Linked DNA regions of Sus scrofa: region 1 is linked to region 2. Evidence: chromatin contacts called from public Hi-C data. All regions are on one chromosome and are shown on one strand. The core of a region is the stretch at or near the end of the contact, and the rest is flanking DNA. Distances in the headings are between cores, read along the strand shown. Region 1 holds the start of VAMP3 (vesicle-associated membrane protein 3). Region 2 overlaps CAMTA1 (calmodulin-binding transcription activator 1).

Region 1 (6,768 bases), core at 3,623-6,122, 89 kb after region 2:
GGGATCCACTCGCAATGAAGAGGATGCTGTTCCTGCACCTGTCACTTATTTCCAAGAAGCTGAATCTTTCGGGTTGGTTCTCAGTGGAGGGCTTAGACCATACAAATCTTTATTGGATCCGTGTGTTCTCATTTCCTTCACTGTGTCTCTTTGATTCGAATGTGTTTGGGTTGTTGTTGTTGTTGTTGTTGTTGTTGTTGCCGTTGATATGTTGTTTTAATCTCTACAGCACACTTAATGCAACTTGAAAAATCTGCAGGTGTAACGTCTTGTGGAGATTCGAGGGGCGGGTAAACGGGTCATGCTCACGGACGTGGTAAGGAACAGCTTACAGAGGTTAAATTTCTTTTCCTGTCCCCACCACCTCCCAAGAACCTGCGAGGAGAGTCATCATCTGATCCCTTTTCTCATGTTCAGCACTTTAATTTTTTGGCCTTTACTTTCATGTGCAATGAGAATTACTTAGAGAAATTGGTGAAGCATGTAGCTTTTTTTAGTAGCCTTGGAAACGAGTCATTCTAAGGAATCATAAACCTTGCCTGGACATTGGCCACCTAAAAGATCAGTGTGGTGCTGCGTTCTGGCCAGTAAAGTCCATATTTTTGGCTATCTCTCATCCCAACGGAGCGGTTTCTGTGTATATATAGAAGGTAGAAACGGAAAGCGAGAAAACTATTTGAAAGGGATTATATTAATTGCTAAATATTTTATTCACAAAGGTCAGTAACATGGCAAGATAAAATTATTTGTATAGTTTTGTCTGAATGAGCGAGAAAAATGTGGATTATTGTTTGTATATATTGTATATATTAAAACAAAAGAGATACGTGCATGAACTCAAGAACAAAGAAATGAACAAAAGCAAAGCATTAGTGGCTATGGTCTGTAAAATGAAACAAAAAAAACTTTATTTCACTATAAGAGTACTTTATTTTAAATGTTCTTTAGAAGAACATTTTGCTAAAGCATGACTAAACTGCAAAAAAAAAAAAAAAGAGCTACTGTATTAAGACTTAGGAAAAAAGGCAGAGTAACATTACTTAAAAAAAAGGATATGTTTACATTTAATTTTGGCTACCAGGAGTTTATTTTCTTTTATTTAAAGATTTTTTTGCCAATGGTGCCAAGTAATGTGAATGCTGATATCGCTTAAGAAAATTAAGTTACTTTTGCTAAACAGATAATCATTAAGATGAATCCGTATATCGCGACACACCATCCACTCACTCCAACAAAGAACCCTTTAGAACGGTCAAAACCTGACAAAAGAAACAGGACAAGTAGAAATATGACTCACGTCTTCACATCTCCTGCTGGAAATCAGAAAATGTAATCAGAATTGCACGCACAAAAAAAAAAAAATAATAACGCAAAAGGATGCAAACCGGGCTTGTAGGGATGTCTTGGTATATTTGCTGTTTCCACATCATGAGGAGCCAAAGAAATCTGACGCTTTTAACAATTCAACAACTCATGTTAAATTAAGAGAATAAAGTTCGCATTTGCTGATGCCAGTTTAAAATTCCCGGGTTAAGTTTCAGGATCAGTTGGTGTAAAGCTGAGATAATCCGTTAGGTTTTGTTTGTGCCTGTGTTTTTTTCCTGGGTTCTGGCTGCCAACTGTAAGTTCAAACTCAAGGCTTGTTGTGAAGCCTAAAAATATTCACAAATCAGCTTTTAAACTGGTGTCTTAGAAAGAAGGTAGACACACAACGATTGTGGTAACAACGGGGGTCTGTGCTCTTGGTGCCTTTTCTATAATTGTACTTGTTTTTTAATTACTTCCTTTCACTGCCAACCTCGAATTACTGTACAGTACATGTCTTACTGCTTTGTGATCAGCTCTGACAACGTGCCAGCCCCACAACTCGTAGCCACCTGTGCATTTGTAAACTGACCTGACTCAGTTTTGTTTTTAAATGTGTGGGTTATGTTGCCGCTGTTGCAGTCCCCCGAATACCTATTATTTTACCCAAACTTGACCTGCAGGAGGACACTGAGTAACTTACAAACACCACCGCATTCATAAATGGGAACAGAACGTGAAAGCCAGCTCTTTCAGGATAGCCTATGCGAATACTGCATTCAGATCTGTTTATTCCATTTATCATGGTACAAATCTTTTGACAGGAGTAATGACCTCAGTGGATTTGCTTTAACCCTCCCGCCCCCCCTTTTTTTTTAATGTTTCACATGCCACATCATTAGCTGAGGACGTTCGAGACGCTGGGAGATAAAGATGGACATAGCATTAGGAGCGTTCTTAAGGAGGGGATAGGAAGTAGGTGCAGAACCTACCAGTTCAACTTATCAGTACAACTGTGAATCCCAGGTGAGGTACAAAAGCACCCCCGCGGAAACGAAGTGTTTCTGACCACTTTTCTCTTGGTTGTGAATCTTAATTTTGAATATAAGATGATAGGCAAGTGCAGCTTTCTTGGATAATCTCAATTCCCAAGTGCCAGGAGTAGGATTTCATTATAAAATTAATAGCTCATCTTATTCTGTCTCCTGAAGATTGAATTGCTCTTCTTGTTACCCATTTGAAATCAGCTGTACTGTGTGAACGAAATCCAGACAATAACTCGAACCCCTCTCTGGCTGCACGGTCGCTTATGGCAGTTCCACACAGTAGTTGGCGCCCAACGGGGGGTCCCTGAGACTTGCATGTAAAACTAGTCTAGATGTCTTCTTTTTGTAAGTTTTATTTTTGTAATTGTGCATGCAGAGCCTCATTGAATCAATGGATCTGTTGAAGAACTCAGCTGCTGGAAACCATGCAAAATGTTTTGAATTGCCCTTAAAATATGGAAAATGTTTTCTGAATGCTTTATATTCTTTCTGCTGTAAATTAAAAACGAAGAAAATTTCCCCATACTTTGTGTGTTTTGCCTTAACTTCACCTCATCTAGAAATCAGTATGTTTCGACTCCTTTGAAATCATTTTAAATATTTCCTTTTATCCCGATACAGTTTTTTGTGTGTTTGTTCTTTTCTTTTTTTCTCTTTTAGCCGCCCTGAGGCACGCATGGAATTCCCAGGCCAGGGATCAGATCCAAGTGGCAGCTTAGATCCCTTAACTCACTGTGCTGGGCTGGGTATCGAACCTGTGTCCTGGCCCTGCAGAGAGGTCGCTGATCCCATTGTGTCACAGTAGGAATGCCTGTTTTTGTTGTTTGGGTGGGTTTTTTTGGTTTGTTTGTTTTTAATGGCCACCAGTGCGGCATATGGAAGTCCCTGGGCCAGGGACTGAATCCAGGGCACAGCTGTGACCTATGTCATCAAACACACCGCAGCAACACCAGCTCTTTTAACCCTCTGCACCTGGCCCGGGATCAAACCTGCACCTCCACACCTGCGCAGGGACCCAAGCTGCTGCAGTTGGGCTCTTAACCCACTATGGCACAGTGGGAACTCCCAATGCAGTATTTTGACAGCGAACGTCACATAGCTTCAGATCTGCTCAGGAAAGAAGAAATTTCTCAGAGCCACTATTCCTAGAATACTTGCTTGCCAACTGTCTTCTCCAGCACCTCTCAACACATCAATCACTTGTCTACGTGCAGAAAGTTGAAGACACGGATCCAAATTCACCTTTCCAGTTAAAACCCTCTGCAGTTTTTTTAAAGCCTTCCTTTCTGAGCATTTGGTCGCTCATCTCATTCCCTTTCACCACAGACCTTCCTGTCTCCCTGGTGGACCCTCTTCCTTCTGATCCATCCCGGGGCTACTGCTGGACAAGTTCTGGGTGACAGATCTGCCGCAATCCATGAGACTTCAACGGTTTCGAGAGCCCACTGTGTTTACATGCCATTCTCCTTGCTTGTTAGTCTTTACCTTTTATTCAATCTTATTTTCACCTGTGCCCTAACCTGCACCAGTCCCACCACCACCCGCACCTCCTCGGTCTGTTCAAACCAGGTCCATCTTGAGTTTCTTTGTCTATGAAAGGTTGTTCCTCCCATGCCTGGAAACTCTCCTTTTTGCCACTTGATCCAACTCAAATCTCACCTCCTCTGTCTTGCTTTCTTGTCTATTTTTATTTGTTCATGTAGTGATTTAAAATTTTTTCATTATAGCCTAGTTTACAGTGTTCTGTCAATTTTCTACTGTATTTCCTAATTTTTTTATATAGTGAACTCTCCTGTTTATTTTAATATACATCAATATTTCTTTTTCCAATTATCCCATTTAGGGTTGCAACAGACAGTTTGGTGTTTATTTTTTCATTTCTCATCGAATCTGCCGGTTGACCTCCCGGTGTTCTGTGGTGTTTGTTTAGTGTAGGAGTTGCCTGTGGTGGTAGGAATAATGTCAGGAGCAATTTAATACCTTGCAGAGTAACTCACTGAATTGGTGCCTGGGCCTCAACCCAAATCAAAAGCTGGGGACCTACTCCCTACTGGGGGGGTCCAGAAATACAGAACCATACAAAGCCCAGTTACTGATGTGAAGGCTCCTGTAAACGGGTTATAATAAGCTCTGTGCAATGACAAATATTTGTGTCACAAATGACTACACGAAGAGAGGGACCCTAGGCCCAATCAATGCCTCTGACGAATACCCTGAAGGAGCTTCAGGTCTTATTTTAAAAGTTTCCTGGGGAAATGCGGTGTCTCTAGCATCACTGGGTAAGACGCAACGTTAAGCAGAAGCCCATGGGCTGTCACTGATACCGTCACGGCCACAGGAATGACCCACGGGCCCAGAATAACGTAAAGCGCCCCCACCCCCGACCACCCACACAGTCCCTTTCCCGGGACTAAGGCTCCGGGCCCCCAGGGTCAGGGCGGCCGGCCGTGGGGGGAGGGAGCGGAACCGCCCTCCGGGCCCGCCCCCGAGGCGCCCCGCCCCTTCCGGCGCGCCCCTCGCCGCCGCGCACGCCCCGTCCACCCCGTCAGCCCCTCCCTTTGACGTCATCGGCCCCGCGCCGCCGCCACCGCCGCCTGCGCCTGGCCCCGCCCAGGTTCCCCGCCTCAGGTCCCGCTGCGCCTCTTCGTCGATTCTCGCCCGCTGTCGCCGCCGCCGAAATGTGAGTGACACAAGGCGACACGGAGCGACCTCGGGCCCTGGGGGCGGCGGCCAGTGGCTGGGACCCCGGCCCGGCTCGGCCTGGCTCCCTTCTGCAGCGTCTCGGACGCGGGCCGAGGCTTCGCGGGGGCTCCCGAGGCCTGGGGGTGGGCGGCGGGCGGCCCCGGGGATACGAGCTGCAGACGGGCCGGGTCGGCCCTGGGCGTTGCCTGCCGCCCCGGAGGGCCCTGCGGCGGTCGCGCGGCCGCGGAAGGGGCGAGGGCGGGGCGGCCGGTGTTTCCCAGCGGAGGGGAAAGCCCTTCCCCGTCCCATTTTCTCCTCCCCTCCCTCCGCCCCTCCCCGTCCCATTTTCTCCTCCTTCCCGTTCCAAGTTGACTGAGGGGAGCTGTGGCCACTGCCCTCGTCCTGGAGACCTGCTCGCTATCGGGTTGGGTTGGGCTCCGGAAGTTGCAAGGGAGGGGCCTTCAGCCCTGTCTTGAGGCACTTGCGGTCAGAGTGGGTCAGAGTGGACTCGGGCGCATAGCCGTAGGCCTTCTCTCTTTTTTTTTTAAGCCGAAGCATTCTTGTTGTGACCCTTGAAAGCGGGGAGTTTCCGGTGGTAACATCCAGGGAACTCTTAAGTGTCAAAAATCACAGGGAGCCCCTGTCCCCACTCCAGCCTGCTCAGTGCTCACCCCAGAGGAGAAAGGAATGGGTGCTTTCCTAGGGTTCCTAACGGAGCAAGAGACACCACTCCGGAGTGTATGTACCTCCTTGAAGCTGCCGTGCCGGCTCTCGGTGTGTGAAGTCCAGATCTGTAGAATTATGCAGAACCTAATCTAAACACAGGCGCCACTGCAGCCAGTGGTGTCAACTTTCTAAAGCTATTCATCTATAAAATGAGGTTAACAATAGTGTTCCCTCAAAGAGTTTTGGGGATTAAATGAGAAGATGCACCAACACATGGCCCTTTGCTGTTATCTCTCAGACAATAAACTCTCTGAGGGCAAGGGTGGGATCTCCTTTATCATTGGTCTTTGACACATGATAGATATGAAATAACTGTTGAATCAATGAATCAGTGGCTGTTATATGCAAGATAAGTGCTCTAGGTGCTGTCTGGGATACTGGAAGAGACGTGTAAGACACAGGAGTCGGTGATCTGTTAGAGAGGGCAAGACTCTATTAATACATGAAAAATCAAAGCATTGCCAACCAAGTAATGGAAGCAATTAGGACTTCCTAGCCTGCGTGGTCGTGAAAGGTCTGCCTGGGGAAAAATAAAGCTTTCAATGAGGGTTTAAAAGAGGCACCTTTTTGGAGTTCCTGTTGTGGCTCAGCACTTAGCTAACCCAAATAGCATCCATGAAGACACGGGTTCGATCCCTGGCTTCACTCCGTGGGTTAAGGATCTGGCGTTGCCACGAGCTGTGGTGTAGGTCGAAGACGAGGCTCAAATTCCGAGTTGCTGTGGCTGTGGTGTAGGCTGGCAGCTGTAGCTTCGATTGGACCCCTAGCCTGGAAACCTCCATGTGCTGCGGGTGTGGCCCTAAAAGGCAAACATACAAAAAAAAAAAAAAAGTACCTATTTAGCGAAGAAGAAGCGTGGCTTCGTCTTACCTTTTCCACTCCCAGTGCCTTCTACTCGGCATCTGGGTCTTCCCAACTCTGTTTCTCTAAGTGAATCTATTTCCTCATACTGGAAAAGGGCATTTTATGATTGTTTATACAATTCTTTGCCACAGCGAAAAGATCAGAA
Region 2 (6,530 bases), core at 3,121-5,620:
CTGCCTCGTCACCTCTAGCTACAGTTGGTCACGGACACACACACACACACACACACACTGGAGGTGCCCTTGGGCCCCAGGATCCAGGCTAGATGTATGGGACATCAGGTCCTTTATCTCAGGGCTCCCAGGGCACAGAGACCCCAGACAGCACGGGCTGCTGACTCTCCTCCCCCAAACCCTTCTGTGTCCCCTCCCTCTACTGACACTCCTGCCGCACCAGGCACAGGAGGCTGCAATTAGTCAGGTGCCCGCGTTACAGCGATTCAGCACCGCCAGGCCGGTGTTGCCATGGAAACCACCTCCTGCACGGATGGGGGCTGAGCCCATCCCGCACCGGTTGCCATGGAGAAGGTCCTGATGTTCCCTAGCAACCTCCGCAGTCCTTGGTTCCTCACAGCAGCCCTAGCTTCATGCTAGCAGCTCTCGAGTGGGGTTATTGTCTTTTTTTCCTTTTTTCTCACAGGGTGATTGTCCATGGCCTTTTGAAGCCGCTGCTCTTCCATTGCCCAGCATCCAGGGATGACACATGCCCTGTGCTGGCCTCTGGTGCCCCCAGGCATCCCAGGGTCAAGTTCTACCTGTGCCATATGGCACACCTCCCAGCCAGGCAGCCATGTCCAGCCAGGCAGCCACGTCCAGCCCCAAAGATGCTGGCCCCAGCCCCACCCCTCCGACAGAACTCCAAATCTCTTTCTGGAGCCATAGATCAGAACCAAAGAGTGTTAAGGCCAGAGGGCCCCTAGAGTTCAAATGCCTCCCAGAGAGGTTGGGTCACTTGCCTGAGGACACACTACTGAGGCTGCAGGGGTAGGCTTCCTGCTTTTGGCTCCTGGTCCTGAGCTTTCTCTACTGCTCTCCAAACTTTGGTGAGAGTAGCAGAGTTCCCATCGCGGCTTAGCGGAAACGAATCTGACTAGCATCCATGAGGATGCAGGTTTGATCCCTGGCCTCGCTCAGTGGGTTGAGGATCTGGTGTTGCTGTGACCTGTGGCATAGGTCTCCGATGTGGCTTGGATCCCGCATTGCTGTGGCTGCGGGTAGGCCGGCAGCTACAGCTCTGATTAGACTCCTAGCCTGGGAACCTCCATATGCCACAGGTGCGGCCCTAAAAGGAAAAAAAATTAAAAAAAAAAAAAAAAAGACTTTGGTGGCCTAGAAGTAAGATGACCGCTCCCAGCCATTTCAGCCAAGGAAGAAAGGCCCATCTAAGAGCACGGATGGAAAGGCTTCCAGTCTGGAAGACTTGTTTCCACAGTGGAATCTCCCGTCTGTGAAACACCCTCTCCTGTCCCTGAGTTGGGTCTGGCATCCGGGGAATATCGTGGGGGCCTCGAGAACAGTCCCATTAAGGCTGGGGACCCTCAGGCATTGGGCAGCAGCAGGGGAGCTGGGGTCTGGCCTCTGGTGCCTGGAGAGGGGGAGTAAGGGGGGGATAGGGCCCAGGGCTGCATCCTCAACCCCTCCACCACCCAAGGCCAGCAGGTGCCCATCTCAGCCCTTCTCCTTCCTGGACACTAGGTGGCGCTCGCCACCCCGTCCTGGGCTGTTCTTGGCCCCCTGCTGGGAAAGGCAATGGAGCCTGGGGTGGACCCACCTGAGGAGGTGGCAGGAGAGCCAGAGGGGACAGCAACCCCACTCTCTGAACCCCTAGGGCTGGCCACCCCACTCAGTGACCTCACCTTCCCCTCCACTGTCTGAGCCCCGAATGGGGCCCTAACACCTCATTGCCCACACCAGGCAGGACAGGTGCTGTTAATCACTAAACTCAGACAATGACCATAAAACAGGGCTTCCCGGGGGGCACCGGGGCATAATGCCACTCTCCTTGCTCTGTGGCTGCCGTGGCTGGTTCCAGCAGGAGGTCAGGGGTTGCCAACACCTTTCGCCTCGCTTTCCTGCTCCCAGGTACCTCGGGGATCCTTGGGGGCAGGGCCCTCTCCCCTTGAACTGAGCAAGGTCATCCAAACCCCCTCCCCCCACCCCATCCCCCTTCCTCTCACTGCCCCCCCCCCCCCCGCGCACCCTGCCCCCATGGGAGCAACTGCAGCCCAGACAGGCTGCAGGCACATCAGAGCCTTGCCTGCACCATGCGCACAGAGTGAGGGGACCACTCTGGCCATGTGGAGAGCCAGGCAGTGTCAGCTGGTGAGGCTCCGTGGTACCCGACCCCCAGCCACCAGCTGGAAGATCGCCCTGCCAGCGCAGGGCAACCTCTGAGCCTCCTCCCAGCCCTTCTTCCAGTTTTTCTTTTCTGTCTCATCGCCTTCTCCACCAACCCCGCCTTTGCTGCCCGCCCCTGGCTATCGCCACCATATCCTGGGGACCCCAGGTCTCCCCTCATCTCCCTGGGGGGCCACCGAAATGCTCAGCCCACCATCTGTCCACAAGCCAATGACAGAGAAAGCCCCAGCTTCCTCTCTGCTTCCTTCCTGGGTCGGGGGAGGTCTCACCTGGCATCCTGCAGAAAAGGTTTGACAAACTCTGCGCCCCCTTCTGCCTAGAACGGAAAGCTCCAGGTCCAGGAGGGGGTCAGAACAGCCAGCCCCCATGCTGGATGCCAGCTGAGGAGCATCTGGGGGCCCCCGAGGCCCCAGCGGGAGGCAGTCGTGACGCGGTGGTTCTCGAAAGCAGGGCTTGTGGGCGTGAGGAACCTGCATGCTTCCCAAGCACGTGGGCTGGGGTGCAGACCAGCACCTGAGAGGAGCGGCCGCGGAGGCCTGGGTCCCTGGGCCCTCCCTCCGGGGCTGACACCCGCCCCCCACCCCCGGTCTCTGTCCCCTCCAGGGAGGAGTGAAAGTTCTCATCACAGGCCCGTGGCAAGAAGCCAGCAATAACTACAGCTGCCTGTTCGACCAGCTCTCAGTGTCTGCGTCTCTGATCCAGCCCGGTGTGCTGCGCTGCTACTGCCCAGGTGAGCGGGCCGCCAGTGGCAGAGGGCCTGGGGGCCCGGGATACCCCAGATCAGAGTCGGCCTGGGGAGGGGACCTTGGGCAGGTGGCCTTGTTACCCTGGGCCTCCGTCTCCTCTGCTTTGAAGCCGTGGGTCCCGAGTAGGCTGTTAGAATCTCATTGGACCCCTCATCAGAGGCTGCACGGGTGCGCTCGCCTGGGATCTTGAAGAAAACCGGATGAGGCCTGTTTAGACAACCAAGGGGCCCAGGTGGCACACCCAGGACTGGCCCCCAGGGAAGCTCCAGCCACCCTCCCCCTGACGGGTCACTGGAGCTGGGGAGAGCCGTGCAGCGGGGGGTGGGGGAGGGGGTGCACAAGGCTGCCCTCTCTCCCCACCCGCAGCCCAAGCCAAGCAGCAGCCACGAGAACAGGAGAGCCCAGCCCACGCAGGCCCCCAGAGCACAGAGCAGGTCGGAGAGGGACGGAGAAGGCCGGGCGAACTGCAGGGAGGGGGTGTCAAATTGAGACGAATCCGCACAAACTCCTTTGAGAATTTGGTGATGCCTCCGTCCAGCGGCCAGAAGAAGGCACGGACGCATGGTCTGCTTCCACTTTTGGGGACAGGGGCCCCCCGCATCACGTCCCTGGGCTCTGACCTTCTCTTACTCGGGCAGGGGTCATCATCTCGACGCAGCTTGGTGTCCCTGTCTGGTCCACTTGTCCTTGATCTCTGGCCGTGACTACCTCCCCCCTGACCGGTTGGCTCCCTGAGGACGGGGTCTGTGTCCTTCTCGGTCACCACTGTGTCCGCAGGGCTCGAAAATTGCCTGGCATGTTGCAAAAAAGCAGGTGGCTATTCGTGGAGGGATCTCTTTCTAGAGCTCATGTTTTCTGTGCTCTGGGCTGGGGGCTGGAAACCACCCCCCTTGTCTGGCCCGGCACACGTGTCATGAGCTCCAGGGGTGGCCTGTCCCGCTTGCCAAGGTGACAGACAGACAGAGGGGCAGATGAGGAGGTGGGGTGGCCGGGGTGGAGGGGCCCCACTCCATGTTATCTGAAGCCAGGGCACCTAGAAAAAGCGAGAGAGAGGGAGAGGGAGAGGGAGAGAGGCATGGGGGGAGCACATGTGCTCCCTGTGGAGGGCCGGGTGGAGAAGAGAAGTGGACAGGGCGGGAGTAGAGCTGGCCGGTGCCAGGGGGGTCCACCTTGAACCTCAGGCCGCCCTAGCTGTCTGCCTCAGCCCCCACCATGCTCCCCACCTGGGGCTCCTAGGCTGACCTGGAACATTCTCTCTCTCCATCTCCCCACACAGCCCGCCAGAGCGGAACACCACAGCTCCAGGGCTGGGCTCACGTGCTCAGCCTCCGCTCATCCCAGGGAGCCAGGGCCCCTGATGGCCTCCGCTGCTGGGCCTGCCCCCACCAGTGGCCTGGCTGGTTCCCATGCAGCCCCACCCCCACCGCACCCAGGCTCCCAGCAGCCCTGCTCAGCCTGGAGCATGGCCGTCCTGGAGACCAGCCAGACTGGGTCAGCCTATCCCAGCCCAGGGCTGCGTGAGGCCAGGGCAGGCCCACCTCTGCTGGCGAGGTAGGGGAGAGGGCAGCCTGTTATTAAACTGTCCACTTATCAACTGCTGCTGGAACGGGACTTGCCCAGCCTATAAATAGATGCCACTTCCTGTACCTGGTTCTGGCCTGGCTGAGGACCCAGACCTTGCCTGTCCTGAGTTATCTGACCCCTCCAGAAAGAAAAAAAGAGACTGGCCTTTGCGTGCCCTCTGGATGACGTCCCAGGCCAGGACCTGGCACAGCCCACATCAGCCTGTTTCCACCTGGTGCCTTGAGCCTAGCGGTCAACCTCTCTGGGCCTCCATTTCCACATCTTTAAAAACCACCTGCCAGTGGGCAAGGGACTGCGACGGAGGAAGGTCCAGGAGGCCCCAGCTCACAGGTTCAAGGCCTGGAGCTGCTCCAGGAGCGAGGCCTAGCTCTTTCAGTCCTGGGAGGGGGGCAGGGAGGGGAGAGAGGGGATCGGGGTTGTCCTGGTCTCAGCAGGGAGTCCTCCCGGTCTGAGAGCATTTCTGGGTCCCCAGAGCCGGCAGGAGAGTCTATGCCGGTCAGTGCGTCTCCCACTAACATCCTGCGTCTTGGACCCAGGGAGGCTTGGGCAGCCTGAGAGCGGGGACACCGCCCTGTTCCACCCTGAACCACAAAGCAGGGGGCCCCTTTGGGACATCCCTGTTTTGAAGGTCACATCGAGACACGTCACTCGGTAAGACAGCCCTGAATGCTGCGCGCGTACATTGATTTCTGAATTCATCGAAGAGTTTGCCAGGCACCAGTAGGCACCTCGGGTGGAGCTCAGACCCAGCCCTTAACCCTGCTCTTGATCCCAGGGAGCTCTCGTCCCGGAAGGAGTTGGTCACGTGAACGAGCCCCACCCTGGGGGCTGATGCTGGCTGCTCAGACACCTCCCGAAGCCTGGATCTCCCCAAGGCTCAGGGAAGCTGAAGCCGATCTTCAAGAAAGAACACTTGAAACCAGAATGAGACTGTCTTCTCCAAAAAGAAGAGCTCAGAGGGCTGTGAGCACAAGCCAGGCCACCTTAGAGTGAGAATGACATGGGAGGAGAGGAAGGGAGGGGGCACATGGCCACTGCCCACTGGCCTGCTGCACGTGCCCAGCAAAATGCATGGGGAGACTCGGGCTCGACCAAAAACGCGGTTCTTCTGGGCGCCTCCCCCTCCATCGCTGGCCGCAGAAGCCACACAGCCATGACATCTGCCCTGCTACAAGATTCCAGTAGCGCCGCAAGGTCGGGAAGGAGACGACCAAGCGAGGCCACGGAGCTTAGGCGAAGGAGGACTTGGGATTAGGAAAGGCGGCCGAGCCAGGGAGAAGACGGAGGCAGCCCCCCTCCCAACAAGAAGACTGTGCTTTGGGGCTTCCGGACAGCCCCACAGTGGAGTCCTTGGAGGTCACCAAAGGCCAAAGATGAAGTTCAAAATGAGATGAGCAAGGGCACTGCATTTTGAAGCAATGCACTCAACAAATAGGTGTTGAGGAGCCATAAGCCAGGCCTTGACCTTGGCCCTGGCCATCAAGAGGAACCAGGACAGATCCACTCCCAGCTCTCACATTCTATTGCAGGAGACAAAAAACAAACAACGAAACAAATAACCGAGATAACTGGAGAAAACCATATCAGAACCTTAGGATGTGGTGATGTGATAAGATACCTTGGGAAAGGGGAGCTTCCTTTGGGCAGACTGATGAGGGACCCCCAGCGATGAGACGAGCCGGTCGTGGGCAAGAATGAAAGGCAAGCATCCACGCAGAGGACCGAGGACGTGCAAAGGCCCTGGGGCAGGCACAGGCTCGGTCAGCTGGAGAAATATACGGATGGGGGAAGCTGGAGAGGCTAGATTGGAGAGGATGGCAGGGACCAAATCATGTCCATCCTTCTAAGTCCTAAGAAGGAGTCCGATGTGGTTTCCCTTGCCCTGGAAGCCATTAGCTTTAAGTGGGGAGTGGCTTGATCCAAATCATATCTTTAAAAAATGATTCCTGGGAGTTCTCGCTGTGGCACAATGGACTCAGCAGCATCTTAGCAGCTCCAGGATGCATGTTTGATCCC

Evidence for each region. Hi-C and Micro-C count contacts between places; a contact is called where the count stands out from the background.
Region 1: a contact with region 2 is called in a Hi-C map of liver, with 2.6 times the contacts expected there. The contact joins the promoter of VAMP3 here to the enhancer-like site in region 2. A contact is called at or near these places in 2 of 5 promoter capture datasets (fetal skeletal muscle and liver), 4 of 47 Hi-C or Micro-C datasets (embryonic fibroblasts, epiblast stem cells, liver and 1 more) and 1 of 2 datasets of contacts at active chromatin or transcription factors (skeletal muscle).

What each region holds. Positions count from the first base shown.
Region 1 is chr6:68,469,049-68,475,816 of Sscrofa11.1, forward strand. It overlaps VAMP3 (vesicle-associated membrane protein 3), which reads left to right and starts at 4,873. Exons shown (of 5, transcript XM_021095270.1): 1 at 4,873-5,031. The coding sequence starts at 5,030. CAMTA1 (calmodulin-binding transcription activator 1) reads left to right here. Exons shown (of 23, transcript XM_021097514.1): 23 at 1-2,874.
Region 2 is chr6:68,380,146-68,386,675 of Sscrofa11.1, forward strand. CAMTA1 (calmodulin-binding transcription activator 1) reads left to right here. Exons shown (of 23, transcript XM_021097514.1): 8 at 2,788-2,914. Among named protein-coding and RNA genes, the nearest start is that of VAMP3, 91 kb to the right of the region's middle. Within about 2 kb of position 4,371, at least 20 of the 83 cell types and tissues checked have an H3K27ac peak or open chromatin away from gene starts, as enhancers often do. A contact at or near this core is called in fetal skeletal muscle, liver and skeletal muscle, where this site is marked.